Regions from separate parts of the Rattus norvegicus genome. Here region 2 is linked to region 1. Evidence: chromatin contacts called from public HiChIP or PLAC-seq data. All regions are on one chromosome and are shown on one strand. The core of a region is the stretch at or near the end of the contact, and the rest is flanking DNA. Distances in the headings are between cores, read along the strand shown. Region 1 overlaps Gabrb1 (gamma-aminobutyric acid type A receptor subunit beta1). Region 2 overlaps Gabrb1 (gamma-aminobutyric acid type A receptor subunit beta1).

Region 1 (5,097 bases), core at 728-3,227:
TATAGTTGTCAGCAACGTGGTGCTTGAGACACCACAGCCTTGAAAATGGTATGAGTGGGTGGGGCCGGGGATTTCCCTAATTTCTCCAAGGAGTGAGATACCCTGTGCAGAGCGGCTGTTCATTGCCCTTGAAGTGTCCTGCAGAGGCGATGTCTGCCTGTGCACTTGAGGTGCCTCTTGGTCCTCAATTTTAAAACAGTTGCGTGGGCAATAACCATCTCCGTATGTTGAAGTTAACTGGGGGTGATGTAATATTTACAGTGGTTGGGATAGGGCACACAGAGAGGAAATTCCATTTAGGCCACAGGAGGCAGTTGGTTGGGACACCTGACATATTTAACAGTGCATAGGCAGCTGCAGAAAATAACCCCCATCTACACGCAGATGACTTTATACTCCTTAACAGAATCCAGCAAATTGTCTCTAATAATTACATGATCCCAGAGGGAGGGTGATGATAATGGGTTCAATGTCTGTAGATGGCTATTTTACTAAGGTAATTTAATTACTAATTGTAATACTAACATTAATTGATTTCTTAACAATGTGCCAGCAACTTTGTTAAATATTTTTATATACACCACTGCCTACAGTCCACAAAAAGCCCTATAAGATAGTATTGTTCTTTTTACTCTCTACGTAAATTTATTTATTAATGAGATCGGTTAGGTCTGCTTTGCAGAAGGAATTAAATCTTGGCTGGAGATTGAATATTGTAGGATGTATAACACCTTTGAAATCTTTCAGAGTTTAACTAGAACTTCTTACACTTGTCAATGGTGGGAATATGGTGTCACGTAAATAAGCACAAAGATGACTGAAACTTGTTTAGTGCTATTCAAAAATTGAAATTCTGTCCCACCCCAAGCCAAAACTCACTAAACAATTTTCAGCAATCCAAACACCAATTTTTAAGATGAAACATTCAAAGCCAAGGAATACTAGTTTGGTACTTACGTATTACTCTTAATCTTTACATCACTGACTGAAAAATAAAACCTGGGGATTCCTTGGTATTGTTAAGTGAATTTACCAGAGGCCAGAAAACGGACAAAGAACAGATTTTAGATCTGAGGCAAGAATTTACATTTCCAGCTCTTAGTTGCTCAATAAAAACCTAATGAAAAAGAGGCAAGGAGAGATGGGCTCCGTTCCATCCAGGTTTGGGGAAACAGCATGGCAAGTTAAAACATTTGTTGAAAAGTTTGATGACCTTAGTTGAGTCCCAGTATCCATGGAGTAGAAGAGAGAACCAACTTCCACAAGTTTTCCAATGACCTGCACATGGATAGGTTGCCATGGTTGCCCATATATACGCCACTCACAAATAAATCCATGTAATTAAAAAAACAAAGAAGAAAACTATTTATGTATATATACAGATATTTGAATGTATATAAATGTATGCATCTGTGTGTATACAGAACTTCAACATATGTTGTGTTTGTGTCCATATATATATGTAGTTATATAGTTTTATTTAGAGAAAAAAATTGGCTAGCCTTCATTGATTTTGTGTGTGCTTGTGTAACTTCAAAGAGTCTAAGTCTTTGTGGGAGGAGACATCCTTTTAACAATAATATGCTGGTAATCAGCAAGTTCACAATCAGTAAGAAGCCTGATTCTTACTCTGTTTTCTTATATAATAGTTTTATCCAATTGTTTATTTTCTGAGCACTGCCTCCTTCTCTAGGCTGTATGTCTCCAGCAGAGAGAGCAAGGACTCTAGTTGTCTTACTTCTTTATTCTACAGTGCACTGAAGCCCTGAGCAGCAGAGGTCCATGCAACCATCGAGTCAGGAAGACCAGGACTGGAGTTGAATTTTGACTGCCACTTTGTCTTCCCCCTGACAGGATAAATTTTCTCCCAAGTATATCACATTGTGGTTTTAGGGCCTGGCTGACTTCCCGGTATGGGAGTGACTCCTACTCACCTTATATTCTGCACAGGAAAAAATCCTAGCTAGAGAACTACTGCCTGACTGTAAGCTTAAGAAGGGAGCTCAGTATCCATGGCTCTTGCGTCATCCGGCCAGCTTCTTATTTAGCATGTTCATTGAAACATGAATAAATATAGCAGCTTAGGATGCCCCAGATGACTAGAAGCTGCCTGGGAGGATTTCACTCTGCAAAGCTTCTGCATAACATGATGGATAGAAATGTTCAAGAATACTGCACATAAATAATAGATGTGTTTATAAAAAGGGAAGTTCTTAAGGCTTGTAAAGCCAGCACATCATGAGTTCTCTTGATCTTTTTTCCTCCCTAGGATTCTGTAGGTAGGTCATCTAAATTATACACATTCCATTTATGGATAATTACTGAGTGAGTTAGAGTGCATTGCACTAATGATTCATATAATCTTGTTATGTGTAGCCACTGTTGTGGCTATAGCCCTCCTTTTGGTCTCTGTTTATTGCCTATAAGCAGTATCATAAAATTACATTAAGATTCAGTCAGAAGGTAAGAATAAAATTTGCACAGTGAAATATTTGATAGAGGATATTCATACTAGCAAACCTTGCAAACAAGCTCATTATTCTAGAACATATAAATAGTTAAAAGTTGGACTATTTGGATGAAGGGATATTAAAGAATATAGTAAGACAGTGTTCACTGTATCCGTTGTGTTCCCAAATACTTAAAATAGAACGCATAGTTGAATATGCAAGCACTGGGTGTTTGTAGAGGATCAACTTTGTGATCTCTCTTTCTCTGTAGCATGCAGCTGTTGAAAGTGAAATATAACAGATAATAATAACACTGAGAAAGAAACCTGAATTGCCAACTTCTTCCAGTCTTGGAAATTTTACAGATCAGGAAAAATAAGTTTCAAAAGTAAAAAAAATTACAACACAAAAATGGGAATAACAAATTAATCGTTTAACATGGCAAACTTTAAGGGAAAGTCCTGGATCCTCCATGTTTCATAAAAATGTTTACACTTAGAGCTCCAGAATTATAGTTACCCTGGCTCAACTCTTCACTTCGCCACCACAAGGCTCCTCCTGCTGATTTCGAATCCACAAAATGCAGGAATGTGCCTGTGCCCTGCAGGTGCCCAGCGGATGAGCTGCATACAAAGAGAGCCTGAGGGATCCTGAGCTCTTAGACCTGCCTTCCCCAGGGAAAGAAACTGCACATCTAGTTCACAGTGACCGAACAAAGAGGGAGTCCTTGTAATGAGCTCTCACTTCGGCTACAGAATTGATGAATGTTTCAAAAATGAAAACGTACTCCTCTGAAGCTTCTGCTATTGCATTTTGAAAAAAAAAGGAGTCTTCGCTATTTAGAATTCATACAAAGAAAAATATTTGGGGGGAACTCAAGGTCCATCCCCCTCACTGGTACACTAGATCACAGAACAGTCTCAAGTTTGCTTGGTAAACTTCATTCTTCTCAATTTCTCTACCATTCCTCTCCCTTACTGCACCTGTCCCCTCTTGCAACTCCATGAGAGCATGTGTTAGAAAGAAGAGATGAAACTGTGCATCCTCGAATGGCGTTCTCAAGGATGTCTTTCCCATAGAGGCTGATGTGGTCCCCTGGATTCCAGGGATTCTGCCATCTCTGACGCTTGAAGCTAAGTGTGCCTGGTCAGAGGTCGACTAAGTCAGGGAAAGAGATGCTCTATGTTGGATGGTGGTCAACAGACCAATCAGAACCTCTTTTTGGAGAAACCAGAATGCTAGATGAGGTAGGTTAATGCATCAACTCATTAAAGTGTGGGGTTGGGGATTTAGCTCAGTGGTAGAGCGCTTGCCTAGCAGGCGCAAGGCCCTGGGTTCGGTCCTCAGCTCCGAAAACATAAAAGAAAAAGAAAAAAAAAAGGTGTGATTTGGCTCTTTGTAGACCCACATTTGGAAACAGGGCCATCTCCTATATTTGATGCCGTTCATCCGCACTCCATGCTTATCCGTGTAGGTCCAACTTAAGAAATGTGTTAGTTAAAAAATAAAATAGACATATAGTATGTACATCACACAGGAATATAGAAATACATGTATATAAAGTAAATGTATTTATTTCTTAATTTTCTCTGGATTATTTATCAGAAAGGGTGTCCAGGCAGGAAAAATTATGAGATAATTGCATTTTCTATTTTCAACTTAATCGCCTTTAAAGAGGAAGTAAAAAAAAAACCCAAACAGCTTGTATATATATGTATATACAATGCCCTGCATATGAGTGAGTTCTTGTCCCTGTGTCAGGGGATGGGGGGGCAGGGAAGCTAATGAGTGTACAAACTGAAAGGACTCTAACCTTCTGAAATCAAACATAGTTTATTGTGGGCTGAATCATCTTAAACTTTGGTCTGTGCTATAGGATAAACAGACCACTCAATGTTCTTACAGAACAGAAGGAGACCAAGATTACGGTCAGAGAGTTACCTTGGACTACCCAGGTGAAGCCAGTTAGTGCCTTTAACAATCTCTTGCCTGTACTGAAAGGTTATTTTTGAAGACAAGGGGACTGAATGTTCCATGTTCCCACCGTTGTCATGGAAACCTTTCAGCTAGCTGAATAGGTTAGCAGGATTTTATGTTCCCCATTTTGACAAATACAAGAAGACATGATCCCAGCTTTGCATTACTAATCAGACGCTTCTGTTTTCCAGGCTTCTAGCTCTGAATTAGTCACATTTTCTTAACGTTTTGTGTTTTTTTTTTTTAACCACCCCCACTCCCAACATAAATCAACAGGCAAGTTGTCTTTCAGAAATCATTTCCACTTTAAAAGCAGAGCCAAAATCGTGACAGGGCTGACCTCATTGTGTGGGGACTCATACTGCTCGCAGCTCTGAAAGGCTCCTGTAGATTAATTTAGGCTCCTGCTGAAGCTCTTCTGATTTCTACTGATTTTCAGTGGTTTCCTGGAGGTAAACTCACTTGCTAATAGGTAGGAATCATTCCTCATTTTAGCAACAACAGACAGCCAACAGGGGCTTCTAAAGCACAGGTGAGATTCAGCAAAAAGGCACCCAAGGTTGAAACCAAAACGGGCTTGGCGCATGCGTAAATTCAGATCCAATAATGGCGTTCCCTTCTTATACGAATTTAATCACCTTCCACATTTTTTCGTGAATTTATTTATTCA
Region 2 (4,980 bases), core at 1,844-4,343, 270 kb after region 1:
AGGAAAGGGGCTAACATTTGCAATGTAAATAAAGATAATATCCAATAAAAGAAAAGGATAAAAAAGGAGTAGAAGGCAGGAAATAATCAAAATTGGGGCTGAAATCAATCTGTTAGAAATAAAGAATAGAATACAAAGAATCACCAAAACAAACCATCAGAAAGAGGATTGGGTTACCTTTTCAATTGTGCAGATGGAGACATAGTAATGAAGTACAGGCATCAGTTCACACGCTTTTGACAATATCCACGACCCAGAAAAGAGCGGTGAGTAAGATGGTTGCTCAGACTCAGAACATAGGAAAATGGGGTTCAGATTTCACTGGCGGAAGTAGAAAGAGATACAAGGAAAGAAAAAAAATTGAAGGTGACTTCATTAACTAGATGGTCTGAGCATCTCTAAGACGGACAATGTTCCTTGATGATACAAGAAAATCAGTGAAGGGAAACTGGCCACTTGGTATAGCAACCTGAAGAACTGTGCCTGCCTAACATGAGTTGCTTTCATTTTAAGAGTGGAAACTGAAGCTAATTTGAATGAGATCAGGTAAGAACGTGTTCAGAGAATTTGGATATAGCCATATAGTCAAGGCATTAGAGGAATTTTTTTTGTTACAAATAGATAGAAAGAAAGAAAGGAAGGAAAGAAGGAAGGAAGGGAGAAAGAAAACAATTACAGTCAAGATAAAATGTAGTGCAATAAATAGCAAAAGTCTCTCTCTCTCTCTCTCTATCTCTCTCTCTCTCTCTGTGTGTGTGTGTGTGTGTGTGTGTGTGTTGTTTTTTCTTTTAATGGGAAAGTAGAAGGCCACAATGAAGTAAGAACGGAAAAGTCTTTAATGAGCAGAGTTAGAGATAAGGATGTTCCAATCTGAGATTCATGGTGAAAATATACAACTATCTCGAAGCAGCTCTAATGGATATGGCGGAGTTGTGGTCCCTCAGGGAAGATGAAACTGCATCCTGGGAAAGAGACAAGGGCCCAGCCGAGGAAAATGCAAAATACTCACTGAGGAGTATCCCCCATTTACTAAGGTGATGCAAAATATGAGAATTTGTAACAAACACACATATTAATGAAAAATGACAGACTGTGTTGGGGGCTTCATTCAAGGATGAACAGTATGTATGTATGGAAGTAATCATTAGAAAACAATTTATCTTCACAGAGGAGAAAAGGTAATATGGAGAGATTTGATGGGACAATATATATTATAGATATTATGCAAGGAGAAAAGAATTTGAAGACAATTACAGACTGATGCTAGCAAGACAGGTAAGAGCAGAGGAAGCAGCCATGTTGAACCATCAAGAGGAAACAGAGGAAGTGTGTGTGTACACTTCTCCTTCACGTCAGGTTTCCCGTACCAATGTGGTCTAAATCAATTCCATGTGCGGAGATCCTCTGAGAACCACAGAAATGAAGACTGAAGGATATAAGGCAAAGATTAGAGAAACAATTGGAGTGTGTGCCCAGAGTCACAAAAAGGAAAACTTGGAGAAGTCATCCCTTTTTGAAGAGAGCTAGACTTGGCTTCTTTCCCAGTTCTTAACTGGTTCACATTTCTAGCTTTGAGGCTTCTATACTCTGCACACTTAAGCAATTCATTTGTCTCCATATGTCTCAGAGTGCACGCATTACTTAATTTAATTCAAAGGAGAAGGTATTTTGATGAGGTTCATGTCTCAGTCACCTAACATAAACCCACACACTGCACTGACACACAACTAAACACATAGGTGTGATAACTACAGTGTAAAGTTCTGCTATGTCGAGGTCAGCTTTAGGTAAGGTGAATATCACTTTCCCTATTTTTCTGCTATTCTAAGTATATCAAGGTTCCATTGGATGACGATTTAGGATAGGGCCCATCCTTTCCTCCTTCATTATTTAGCCCATGGGCATGAAGGGAAATGATCAGCCATTCATTTTCCTGAGGATATTTAAAGGGCTTAGCTAATTCGAAGACCATCAGGCTTTACACTGCAGCCAGCAATTTGGAGTTCACATGTCAGGGGGAATTTAAAACAGGATAATTTTAAGACATTTCCATTCACTGCTCATTGGGACTATAATGTAAAGGATCCAATGGGTTTTTGCTTGTCTTAAGGTTCTTTTCACAATGGGTTCTTTATCTCCCCTCATGTTTTTTTATGATGCCATTTTGTGAATGGAGCCATCACTGTGAGCGATGAGCTGCCGAGCTGTCCAGGGGGAACTGAAAAATTGCACAGCTTCAACAAGGAGGCAGTTTTCCAACTTAGGCTAAAGGGGGGAAAGATCACATGTCTGGACCAAATCAACAATGCACATTTAGATTCTAGAGAAGAAACTTTTTTATGTGAGAAGTGAAACATTATTTTTATTAAATAGGGTTGTTATTGGTTTGAGGCAGCATGGTGCCATTGATGTGTGGTATGCCATTTGTCTTTCCAACATCTACTGCCATTTAAAATGTCACCAGCTTTTTCCCAGTGGTGAGGTAAAACCATGGGAACGGCATTCAAGCCACTACACAAAGTACAAGCCAATTTTAACAAATTCATAATTAAAACCCAGCCAAATCTCTCCTTGGTCTGCCAAAGTCCTTCCTCTGTAGTTTCCAATTAAATACCCCTTCTGTAAGGAAGCAGGCTTTCAGAGATGCCAAAACTGAATCACTAATGTCTTTATAACAATGAGATCTTCCTGTCCTCGTACCATTTTAAAACACTTTAATCTCATTGGCTTTCAAGAACATTTGTGGATGTAATCTACCCCTCCACTCCTTCAGTATGTATTTATTGAGGCCCCACTACCTATCGAAAGTGTTTGAGCCTCACAATGCATCAGCATACAAAATCATGCCCCCTCTTGGTATTGGTATTGACATTCTACAAAGAAAGAAACACTACAGAAGTAAGTAGGTGAGTAATGAAATACTAAGTTGATAAATGCTGGGAAGGAAAATGGAGAAAGGAAATGAGGATGATAGGGTACCTATGTCAGTTTTTATTAAAAAAGTAAGACAGGCTACACTCAGAAGAGACAACAAATCCCACCCAGGCTCTGGAATGGCGGCTCTGGAGTGACCCCACGCTTCCTTTCAGATCGTTGCCTTTGATTTATTTGTTGACAGTCGTGCACAGTGGGGCATCTCAATACTAACTCACTTCTGGCCCTTGCCATTTCTACGCACATCTCCCTCGTCCTTCTCTCCATCCTGCCAGGTTGTACCGGAGTGATCACTGACCTACTTAGGACAATTGGAGGATCATTTGGTTTGAGATTTGTGGCATAGCTTTATGTGATTTGCAGTTCTTTCTTGTTTAAGCCACAGCTGGCTTCCCAGCCCAGAAATCCAAGTGCACTGCTCTTATCCAACACGCTGGATCCTAGCAGCAGAGTTTTCCTATGATAGTGTATCATAATGTCTCTTAGTTTGATTCAGTTCACAAATGTGCTATATTTTGCTTCCCTATCACAATCACTTTTTAAATCTATTTTTTGTACTCTCTTATCTTAAATGGGCTCCCCAAATTGTGCAAGTTTAAAGCTTAGAGCTAGCTCTCTGTGAAAATCAGACCAGGGAACAAACTTGTTTTATCCAGGGTATGCATGTGTGTTGCTCATCAGAGTGGGTACAAGAATAAAAACAGGAGAAGAGCTTGCCATGGAGAGATACTTAGAGTCTTAAAAGCTTTTATCAAGTCTTCAGCTTTTACCCTAAGTAAGAGAGCAAGTCATTGCCTGGCCTGGAGTAAAGGACGGATGCCCAAGTGGTATTTTGTAATCATCTTTCTAGTTTCTGAATTGAAGGTAGCAAAATTCAATGTAGAGAACCAGTCTGGTGACTATTTCAAACACCAAGGAAAGAACTAATGCAACTTGGATTTGAGTTGAGAATTAAAAGCATGGTACTATGTTGGATATATTTTAAACAATATGTTTAACAAGACTTGTTAATAGTTGGATGCAAAATGTGAGAGAATTTGTAAGTGGCTCCAATGTTTTGACTTAGAAAAATAGAGCAAATGGTAGCACCACCCTTAATTGGAAAACATTGAGGGGAAGGAGAGGGTTGGGTTAGACTCAGAATCTTGTATGCATAAAATCTCAAGCCAACCGAGGTGGTACACACCTTTAATCCCAGTACATAGGAAGCCGAGACAGGCAGACCTCTGAGCTTTGAGGCCAGGTTTGTCTATATAGTAAGTCCCCCAAAATGTTTTCCACCTATCTGATCGTAGATATTAGTTGCATGGATTTTGATTATTCATTCCTATCAAAGGAGTGAAGCAAGTTGAAGTCTCCAATATGGCAGACATTGAAAGCAATGTTGAAGACACGTGTTCAAGTATGAATCACTCTTCATCATCACCGAGTTTCCTGATGTTTCGAGCAGTCCCTCTGTCACAGAAGATTCTATGGGATTTGAAATGTGAATAAAAATGCTGTCTGAGTGTTGTAGAGAAGAGTTGTGCTGTTGCTGTGTTTGAGGGAGAACAGTCAAAGAGTGTATTTCCTTTATTATTAAAGTAAGTTGTATAGCGCTGGAGAGATGGCTCAGTGGTGAAGAGCATTGGCTGGTCTTTCAGGAGTCCAGAGTTCACTTCCCAGCAACCACATGGTGGCTCACAACCACCTGTAATGGGATCCGATGCCCTCATATGGTGTGTCTGAAGACAGTGACAGTGTACTCACATACATGAAAATTAAGAAAACCTTAAAACAAAATAAGTTATATAAAAAAGTAATGAATTAAAATGCAATGTCTGACCTGGCTTGCTGAATTTTACAAAATGGTTTTTGACAAATATAAATATATATAAAAACATCAGAGAATATGCTAGTGAGTCAAGTCATCTAAAGAAAGGCATAGTATTTCTCAAAGTGGAAGCAGGCTTCCATTGTGCCAGCCAAAGATCTGAGCAACAAATTAGTTGCTGGCCTCTCTCTCTCTCTCTCTCTCTCTCTCTCTCTCTCTCTCTCTCTCTCTCT

What was found. HiChIP or PLAC-seq counts read pairs in DNA pulled down with a chosen protein or histone mark.
Region 2: an H3K27ac HiChIP or PLAC-seq map of oligodendrocytes shows a contact between it and region 1, with 5 times the contacts expected there. The contact joins two enhancer-like sites. A contact is called at or near these places in 1 of 12 Hi-C or Micro-C datasets (frontal cortex) and 1 of 1 datasets of contacts at active chromatin or transcription factors (oligodendrocytes).

The regions. Positions count from the first base shown.
Region 1 is chr14:36,600,849-36,605,945 of GRCr8, forward strand. All of the region lies in intron 4 of Gabrb1 (gamma-aminobutyric acid type A receptor subunit beta1), which reads right to left. Among named protein-coding and RNA genes, the nearest start is that of Commd8, 200 kb to the left of the region's middle. Within about 2 kb of position 1,978, at least 29 of the 93 cell types and tissues checked have an H3K27ac peak or open chromatin away from gene starts, as enhancers often do.
Region 2 is chr14:36,870,243-36,875,222 of GRCr8, forward strand. All of the region lies in intron 3 of Gabrb1 (gamma-aminobutyric acid type A receptor subunit beta1), which reads right to left. Among named protein-coding and RNA genes, the nearest start is that of Gabrb1, 30 kb to the right of the region's middle. Within about 2 kb of position 3,094, at least 32 of the 93 cell types and tissues checked have an H3K27ac peak or open chromatin away from gene starts, as enhancers often do.